Linked DNA regions of Danio rerio: regions 2 and 3 are each linked to region 1. Evidence: chromatin contacts called from public Hi-C and Micro-C data. All regions are on one chromosome and are shown on one strand. Each heading gives the region's core, a stretch centred on a gene start, on an enhancer-like site or on the middle of the called end of the contact. The rest is flanking DNA. Distances are from core to core; before and after follow the strand shown.

The links. A called contact is a pair of places that touch in the nucleus more often than the background predicts.
Region 2: a contact with region 1 is called in a Micro-C map of caudal fin, with 6 times the contacts expected there. The contact joins the promoter of atpaf2 here to the promoter of grid2ipb in region 1. A contact is called at or near these places in 2 of 18 Hi-C or Micro-C datasets (caudal fin and hematopoietic stem cells).
Region 3: a Hi-C map of hematopoietic stem cells shows a contact between it and region 1, with 4 times the contacts expected there. The contact joins the promoter of mrtfab here to the promoter of grid2ipb in region 1. A contact is called at or near these places in 3 of 18 Hi-C or Micro-C datasets (caudal fin, hematopoietic stem cells and an unstated tissue).

The regions. Positions count from the first base shown.
Region 1 is chr12:20,200,333-20,203,439 of GRCz12tu, reverse strand. It overlaps grid2ipb (glutamate receptor, ionotropic, delta 2 (Grid2) interacting protein, b), which reads right to left and starts at 1,312. Exons shown (of 23, transcript NM_001430838.1): 1 at 1,157-1,312. zdhhc4 (zDHHC palmitoyltransferase 4) reads left to right here and starts at 1,977. Exons shown (of 7, transcript NM_200049.2): 1 at 1,977-2,036; 2 at 2,248-2,380; 3 at 2,457-2,530. The coding sequence starts at 2,258.
Region 2 is chr12:20,035,974-20,039,509 of GRCz12tu, reverse strand. atpaf2 (ATP synthase mitochondrial F1 complex assembly factor 2) reads left to right here and starts at 1,923. Exons shown (of 8, transcript NM_001082821.1): 1 at 1,923-2,302; 2 at 2,383-2,427; 3 at 2,539-2,687. The coding sequence starts at 2,167.
Region 3 is chr12:20,366,251-20,369,796 of GRCz12tu, reverse strand. mrtfab (myocardin related transcription factor Ab) reads right to left here and starts at 1,813. Exons shown (of 19, transcript NM_001201558.1): 1 at 1,779-1,813; 2 at 908-977. rgs9b (regulator of G protein signaling 9b) reads right to left here. Exons shown (of 19, transcript NM_200830.2): 19 at 2,351-3,073. The coding sequence ends at 2,917. The region is part of intron 1 of LOC141376790 (a long non-coding RNA gene); the gene reads left to right.

The sequences.
Region 1 (3,107 bases), core at 63-2,562:
GTAAAGTGAGGCCCCATTTCTCTATAAATACCTCCTTCCCATACTCTCTCTTCTAGCTGTCTCTCCAAGGGACAAAAAGTAGCCCAGTATCAGCTTGGGGATCCGACAGGACGATGGTGGATAATTAGAACGTCTGAATGCACTGAAGAGTGCAGTCACACATCTATTAAAGCTCTTGTTCTGGATTAGACAGATTAAACGCTGCATCTCGAGATCTCTCGTGCCACATGGCAGGGGACACATGCTGTCATGCATCCAGGGAATTCAGGATTGATTTACGGAGTGAGCTGTCATATGGAGTTCAGGTGTAAGCGGGGTCTCACAGACTCCTGTTATTATTCTGGGGCAGGAAAATGACAAAAATCAACAAGCCCTATATGGTGTATTGCAATTTCAATGTTATAAAAGAAAAGGGAAACTCTAAGTACAACGTAATGAGCAAGTTATGTAAATGACCGAAGCAAAGACAAGTTATACAGGACTAACTGAATTATTTAGTGCCAATGCTTGTATCTCCAAACACAGTGTTCCTCAATCAACATCTCAACTTACCAATACAACAGAAAAGCAGTTGTGTGTGGAGGAAAATACCATTGCCTTTTAATAAACTACCAAAACAATAACAACAACAATACATAGAGTAACAATTCTGTAATATGTTATAAAATCTAACATATTATTAAATATTATTACAGTAGAACGCATAGTGATTAAAGAAAATGTGAGCTAAATGAAAATGGGGTTATGACAAATATTTCTACTTGATAAAACAAATAGATATTTATTGTATCTGTATAAATCTATGTATTTTAGTTTATTAAGCAAAATAAATAATTTTTATGTTTTAAATAAAATTTATTAACTTGGATTTTACCATTTCAGGACACCTTTTTTATTAAAATAAAATAAAAGCCAGTCTTCAACCGACTATAACCTTTTAGCTAATATTTGCATAGATAGATAGATAGATAGATAGATAGATAGATAGATAGATAGATAGATAGATAGATAGATAGATAGATAGATAGATAGATAGATAGGATAACTTATTGTATGTTCAATTATGCTGAAATAACAAGAGCAATCAAAAAAAACCTTCTTTTCATTCATAGAACTAACGTTACTGTTAACCCATAGATTTACATAATAGACATACCTCAAAAGGTAAAACCTGCTTGCTTTGCTCGGTGGAGTTTTCTCGAAGGGCTTTTGTGGTGTCTCTTTCGTTTGAGACATCACCACCACGGGAGTGAATGTGCTGGTTTGTAACATGATAACTGCCAGAGCCAAGAGTCAGGAGGCTATGGCAACCCTAAACAGAAAAACAAGTACACTTAACACAGCCTGAGACAAATGAGGACTAATGTAAACAGTTTCACTTTCTGACTGTCAAATGTTAATACGTTTGCAAATAATCCAAAATAAATGCGGAAAAGCTGAAAATAAGAGACAACGTATAAACTGTACGGTAATTGGAAGGTGGTGTGCTAACGCTCATGTTAGGTGATTAATTAATTACTCTCTTAAGTTACTCAACTACATTTTCGAAAAGACGACTATTGGAGCTCAAATTATTAATAAACTATTCGTAGGCAATTTTTATAAGACGAAAAAAACGTCTAAGAAAAAGTTAGCCATGAGAAGGGAAAAAATTATACGGCAAATAACTAATTAATGATTAATAGTAATTAAAGAAAGCCTAGATCGGACTTTTACTTTGACAACAATTGTGTTTCGTAAGTTCCGTTCAAATGTTGCCAAGTCTTCTTTATTGGTGTTTTTTTTCTTTTACCTATGTCGCGAGTAGTGATTTCGCAAAATATAGTAGTGTAAAAGTGGATCTATATTCAAATGTATATTAAATAATTCCTTTACTTGTAGAGGTCTACGTCGATGTAAGGCTGGGTATGCTTGTGTTTCCCGTTTTGTACGAAGATCTGGCAACATTATGCTGTGTTCTCGCCTGCTTCACAGCCACACGGCGGGCTGTTCATGTACGGGAAGAAGGTGTGAGGATGGGGCTCAGGTGAATAAAGGTAAAGCTTTTTGGGGCTTTCCTCTTTTTGATTACATTATGCCCAATATGTAAGCAAAGTTAATTAGTTTTATTGAACATGTTGCATGTTCGGTCACTTTTACGGTCCTGCTGTGCCTGTTTTGACGCGCTTTTCTCGTTATAAGTCATACTATACACATATCTGTGATGAGTGAAATATACCGCTCACAGTTCTGTTCTTCTCACTGTAGGTTAAGACAAATGGACTTCCTGACTCTGTTTGGTATATATGTGGCAGTGGTGCTCACCTGCATTGCTCTGGTTTGTAAGTACTCAGGACATCAGCAAACTCCTCTCGGTCAGTTGGTGGGCGCGTTCACAAGGGTAAGAGCTTTCAAACTTATTGTTTGTGTAATCAGATGTGTATATATGTATATTCATATTCTATTTTTTCTTTTAGATTGTCTCTCCATGGATCCCACAATGGCTCCAAAGCATTTGCTACAGGACTATGCACAGACTGTTTCACCAAAGGTGGGTTTTTACAGATTATGCGGTAACACTTTACAATAAGGTTCATTAGTTAATGCATTTACTAACATGAACTAATCATGAACAACACATATACAGCATTTATTAATCATAATTGAACATTTACTAATGCATTATTAACATCCAAGTCCATGCTGGTCAACATTAATTAATGCACCATGAGTTAACATGAACTAACAATGAACTACTGTATTTTCATTAACTAATGTTTAATAACATGAACAGATACAGTAGTAAATGTATTGTTCATTGTTTGTTCATGTTAGTAAATGCATTAATTAACATTAACTAATGAACCTTATTGTAAAGTGTGACCGACTATGCTATAGTATAAATACAGTCTAAAACCTATTGTTGAAAATAGAGGTTAAGTTGGCTTTATATTCAGATATTTAGACATTCTCCTTAATAACATAATTTCAGAAAAGTATTCTTTGCAAATTCTAAATAGGAAAATCATATTAGCAGCCATTGATTATCAAAGTACAGCATTGTTTACAGTCAATTAGATAGTGCTAATGTTGTTTTTAAGTCATACTTGCATGGTAATTCTGACCGA
Region 2 (3,536 bases), core at 674-3,173, 160 kb after region 1:
CGTGTCTAAACGGGCATATCCAAGACTGTATCCAGATACTATTGGGAAAATAATTGATTCGACTTTTGTTCAAGTTTCAGATGTTTACTGTGTTCTCTTGCACAATAAACAGAGAAAGTAAATTTCCCCCCAAAAAACCCTCATTCATTCATTTTCTTTTTGGCTTAGTCCCTTTATTAATCTGGGGTCGCCACAGCTGAATGAAACGCCAACTTATCCAGCATATGTTTCACGCAATGGATGCCCTTCCAGCTGCAACCAATCAATGGGAAACATCTATACAAACTCATTCACACACATACACCTGGGACAATTTTAGCTTACCCAATTCACCTTTCCCAATTTGGTCTTGTGGGGGAAACCGGAGCATCCAGGAAACATGCGAACAAGGGGAGGAGAACATGCAAACTCCACACAAAACTTTCAACTCACAACACATGAACTAAACATACAGTAGGTCTATGTATATTGTAATGTGTTGTAGGCTACATGTATAGACTACTCTATAGATAAACTATAGACTTATGTTTCAATTTATATCTCTTATTTATTCATATATTGGTGAAATCTGTGATATTTCAAAAGAACAATATAATCCTTTTTAGATTCTTTAGTCTATTTCACTAATATATAGGCCAATATATATATATATATATATATATATATATATATATATATATATATATATATATATATATATATATATTCATTGTGGAATTAGTTAATGTTGATAATGAAATGTTTTTATCATGCTGAAGAACAGAGGACAATCAAACAAATCAGAAACACAACCAAAAGAGGGCGCTATGCTGTTCCTTAGATCAGTTCTGGTGCATTACCCTACTGCTGCCCCATCAACTCATGTGTGTCCCTGGAGGGTTTTTGTATACTTGAAATTAATGATTTTTATTTTATGTATTATTTTTCTTTTTATTTGATTTATTTATTTCTCTCTCTTTCTCTAGAATATATAAAATAAATTAAATAAGCAGAACAAACTGATAATAAACATGAAGATTTTAAAACAAGATATTATTTAATTCTTTTTGCATTTGTCTTGTACATAGTAGATAAATAATTAGGTAATAACTAAGTGTAATGTAAATGTCTGCTCTATAAATTGTGTAATTTTTTCCATGTTTTAACAAACCAACAAATTAATGAAAGAAAGAAAGAAAAAAACATATAAGATAGAGATAATAAAACTGAAGCAAAAGAAAGGTGAATAAACCAGTTTATAGTAGCAACATATAAATATTCACTAATATATTCATTTAAATATTCCAAAAAATGTATTTAAGAATAACATTTTTAACAAATATTTTAAGTTATTTAAAGCTATGTTAATTTTTAATATTTAGAGCAGGACTTTCCCGCCCAACTTTTAGATGCCACAAACATTTTAATATCATTGCCCCCACATTAAAACATAAACATTTTTGTTAAAAAAAATTAAGGAAGTTACCTGAAGTTAATGTTTTGAAAACTGAAATTTTTTATTATTATATTCTTATTTGTTTTATTTTATTTTGATATATAATTTATTGTTTTATTTTATTTAAATAAAATATAATAATGTATTGTATGCTATTAAATATTTAATAATCGTTTAATTATTATGCTGTTTTATCAATTTGTTTCTGTTTCTCTTTTATTTTGTATTATAATGTGTGCTTATTATTTAAAAACTATATAGAATTATTTTAATCTTTTTAATTATTCAATTGCTATTTTTAATTATTAAAATCAAAATATTTTAATAGGTATATCACTCTCTTTTGTCCCTGGTAACCCATTCTGAAAGTTTGGCGCTAAATGAATGTTCGAAATGTTGGACTTTTCTCATAGATATTTATATAGCTATGGACTTTTATTATGAATTATCCTCTATGCTTTTTCCTGTTTAGGTCATCGTCAGTCCACTTTACGGCACGCTGTTTTCACTTTGCTGCATGCCTTTAAATACCTTCTAGTGTATTTGCTTGAATAATTGAGTTTATCTCAGATATACTCATTTCTTGTAATTTATACGATTAAAACATGAAAAATGCATTGTCAAATTTAATATAACACCATATCCGGCTTTTTAACCTTGACTGAATGGCTTATCACGCCTAAACTGTGGCATCAATACAAATACAAATTTACACACATAACGTTTAAAATATGCTACGAAATATATGTCGGTATCACACAAAGTTTGGCCAGGCAATTATTTGGCCGTTTTCATTTTCTTACGTGAAGCATGTTCCCAGTTTATCAACACAGCTACAAAAGGCAAAATATAGCAGTGCTACAGCAGGTAAGATATAAAAAGAAAAAAATAACTTAAAATGATAAACAAATATATTAATATCTTTGTACTTGCATTGTGTTTTGCAGAGAGGAAAAAGTTCTACGAGACTGTATCTATAACTCAAGGTGAAGGTGAGCATCATTCAGTACTGATGGCCATAACAGCACCTTAAAAGAAACATGTTTTCAATGATGAAGATCGAGGGTTTGCTCATATGAAAACACAGATTTTCTTGTTTATAGGTGGCTTGTTTGAAATAAACCTTGATAAGAGAAAGCTGAAGACCCCAAGTGGAAAACTATTCACAGTTCCCAATGAAGCTCTTGCCATTGCTGTTGCAAATGAGTGGGACGTTCAAAAGGACACATTGAAGTTTTACACTATGCACTTGGTAGGATATTATTTTTAATTTATATTATATTATTATTATTATACTATATTTTGGTTTCCCAAGTACTACTAGTATATTTGAAAGTTTTATTCTACAACTGTCTACAGAGTACATTCAAATGTATCTATAATACATACATAGTAGCATGGAACACATATTTTTATACACTCTTCAGAACTGAAACTTACAGTATTACAAGTCTACAAGACTAGTACCTTTATTTATACCCAAAATCTGTACTTTTTTGGTGTTTTTTCTTTTTAATTTTCTGCTGCAGACGATTCCATTCAAGAACCCCCTAAAAAGTACAGATTTTAGGTATAAATAAAACTGAAAGCTTAGTTTTTTTTTAAATTCTATTTTAATCATTTAAAAATTCTATTCAGTTAAAGGGGTAGTTCAGCCAAAAATTATAATTTGGTCAACAACAATACTCTGGGACTTTCTTTCATCTTTGGAACACAGATTAAGATATTTTAGATGGAATCTGAGAGCTCACTCACCCTTCATATAGACAGCAATGTACTTTTGTGCACACTTAAAGAAAAAATACTTACTTCATTCAGCGGTTTATCACCTCATTAGTAGGCCCACACGGAATATGCGTGTACAGAAATCTGCAGATTTCCGCAGATCTTTAGCCCATCATTCGGTGTATTTACTGTATTCACTTGTTTAATTGTGTGTGAATTTATATTTATTTAGTTTTTTTTTTTTTATTAATTTCACTAATATTATTGTGTTATAATAATAGTACTATTAAAATGTTCATATGATTTATTAACAATACAGTTAGTAATGTAATATTTTCTGTCTTTTTGTAGGTATATGATGTATTGCTTTCTTTAC
Region 3 (3,546 bases), core at 564-3,063, 170 kb before region 1:
GATTGATTACTGACATTTATTATTGCCTGTAGTTTCCCTACAAGCAAACAAATAATAAGTTCTAAAACAATTGCTGAAAAAAGCTAACTTTCACATTGCAGAATAGTGTCAATGAGCAGCACACATTCCTCATAAGACTTTTTAGATTTTATCCAAGGCTTGGCTTTCTCATTCAATATGCCAAAATATGACTGCAAAAATTGGGAATATAAAATAAAGATATAATGGAAAGTTAAACAAAATCCAGTCAGTAATAAACAACATTAAAATGACTATTAAATTGATTGATAAAAATCTAAAATCAAATATAACATAATAAATATCAATGATAAACATTTAATTTAAACATTTTTGCAAGTGCTGCTACAACATACAGAGCACATTTTTCATGAACAAACTTTCAGATTTGATCAAAGGCTTAATTTTTTTTAAAGGTATCCCAAAATGTGCATGCAAATAAATATGTCCATGGAAACAAAGTCAATGGCAGATTGTATTTATTCAATAGCTGGAATAATTTACAAGAACATTCCGACTTGAGAAACAGTGTTCAGACATGCAGTGTTCAGCTCTGCTTCTTTGACAAGATGGAAGACATAAAGCTCTCTGACATTCCTCCTTGTGCACATCTACACCTGCCTTTACCCTTCAATGCCAGAAATATGGCTAAAAACACATAAACCTTGACAGGCATACAGGTAACCCCATACCCCTATAGTCAGACAGAATTACATAATATTTATCGGCACTCCCTTTCTGGAGCAGATCAGCGATTCTGAGTTTATCATAAATTAGCAAAGATAAAGTCAACAAAAGGGATGATTTCTTCTTGTTAATAGCGAGTATTGTACCTTAAAATAAAATAAAGAGTGATCTTAATGATATCATAAACAATGACTGTCCTTACCTTAACTACGAGATCCACAGAAACAGACTGCGCTTCATTTTCGCTCAAAGTCCAAGACCATCTTGAAGAACTAATGAAAGAGAGGACCGTCATTTTGTGATTAGAATTTGCATATATGCAAATAAATAACCTTAGCACAGTCTCCTATTATAACGCGAGGTAAGTTACTGGCGCAACGGTCAATGCAGATGCTTATGTAATAATCGGTCGTGCATCTGTTATAGCAGATCACGAACATTCAAGATCTTGCCTAAATTCTGCCATACATATTATGTATATATATATATATATATATATATATATATATATATATATATATATATATATATATATATATATATATATTTACATTGATAACTTGTCAATCAAATGGAAATCCAGTGTCAGATCCGCGTGTGTTGTGGATATTTAGTAGGTGTGTCCAGACACTAGCTCACTATATTATATTTGACAATATAATAATCAAACTTACTGCATTATGACAGTGATTTGGCTTAACGCAGATTATAAACAAACCACGATTCCTTCCGAGGACTTTCAGTATCGCTCGTCGCTAAACATTCTTCATCATTGATACGACACGGCAGGAAATGATGTTCTTGTGCTGCTAGAAAGCTCATACATTTGGCAAAATCGTCAAACGTGTCATGTTTAACAAGGCTGAATATGCCAGGAATAGCAGGCCAGATCCTAGTCGCGACAGCTGCATGTATGTAGTAACAGACACTAGTGGATCAAGTGAAATGTGCGCTGAGCAACAATACACGAGAAGCGGATGAATTGTCAAACACCGCTGCTTGGTAATACTGTTTTTACATTTTTCACGCGAAAGGGGAGTCACGTACGAATATGTTTGATATGTATAACTTACCGAGTCGAAAAGTGAAACACAACAACCGTTCGGCTTTATAAAGGTGTTCATCGACTCAAAAAACTGTGCTGAGGCATCCGGCTACTCTCTGCTGTTCAACCGCAGAGGACGGTGAAGCCAGTCGATGACTCGATGCTCTCACAGCACGTCCTGAAAATAAAAGTCCCCTAAAATAATAACAACATGACGATCAAATGAGGAACTATGGCTAAGAAAATGAGTGATTTCTTATAAATGTTTTGAAAATAAATAAATAATAAATGTTAAAAAAATAGTTTAATAAAAAATAATTAAATCATAAAACAATAAATACTAATAATACATTTAAATGTATGTAAATTTTACATTTATGTACGTTTGTAAAATCCCATAGATATAGGCTATGTATCTATATATATTCATGGTAAGACCCTGCCATAAAAATGAGAAAATGGAACTAAAAGCTTTATTTTAAAATAAAAGGCGCCCAGTTTTCATCATTAGGATATTTTGTAATTAAGAGGAAAATGAAAAAATAAATAAAATATACACAATATATACAATGAAATGTACTAATTGTGCATCAAAATAGGTAACTTTAAAATCATTTATTGAGGCACTTACACAATTTAAACATGAGTCATGAACAAATTCACATTTTCAAGTGAACTGTAAACATTTTAAAGGTTATACATTCAGACAGCAAACGTGTATTTACATTCTGTTGTACTGCCTTACTAAATTTACTTCTATGAAAATAACATTTCTCATAGCATTTCACGTTGATGCATGATTCGCAGCTATATAAAACAATAAACAAGCCAAGTACAAAATCTGTTGTTCACACCACTAAACAAACTGATGACAGATAAACAAAAGAAATTCTCTTAAAATAAGGCCCCTTCAGTCATAAAAGAATGGTGACATCAGAATACGTATATATATTTACATTTTTCTTTTTACTTTATAACAAAATCATCTCAGTGGCTACAATAACGTTAGGCACTACCTAAAATCTATCAAAAATAACAAACATGTCAATTTAGAGACCAGGTTACTTTATACATTACTAACCACAGCCTTCTCGGGATTGCAAGACACAATATTTATGAAACAAGTGTTGGTTCAGTGTATTTCCTTCTACTTCCATTTGGTTTCGTTATCCTGCTCCATCTTGTTTCGTGACAGTTTCCCATGGGCAAATGATTTCTTTCACACCTCCTCTTGCTGTATTGGGACTGTCGTCCTCCTCGTCTTCGGAATCGATAGGGTAGATGCGGCATTCAGGTGGGATGTCAACTTTGATTTGAAAAAAGCTGTGAAAGAAGTCAGGTTATTTTTCAAGTACTGTCAAATTGTGAAGTACAAACACTAATAAAAGTATCTGTTCATCATTTAAAAGCATAGTTCATTCAACATTGCTGAAACCTTCATGAGTTATTTCTTCTGAACACACACAAAGAAAGATATTTTGAAAATATCCGAAACCAGTAACCATTGACTTTCATGGTAGGAAAACAAACAATTTGAAAGACAATGGTAACAGATTTCAAACATTCTTCCAAATATCATATTTTATGTTCAACAGAAGAAAAAAACTCAAACGGTCATCATTTACTCATACTCCACTTGTTCCAAAACATGTTCCTTAGAATATCCTTAGAAAACCACTTGTTCCTTAGAATATATTGTATTATGTTTAAAAAAAGAAATTTATAAAAGATTAGAACCACTTGATTGTGAATAAATTGTAAGTAATTTGTAATTTTTGGTTAAACAATCCCTTCAA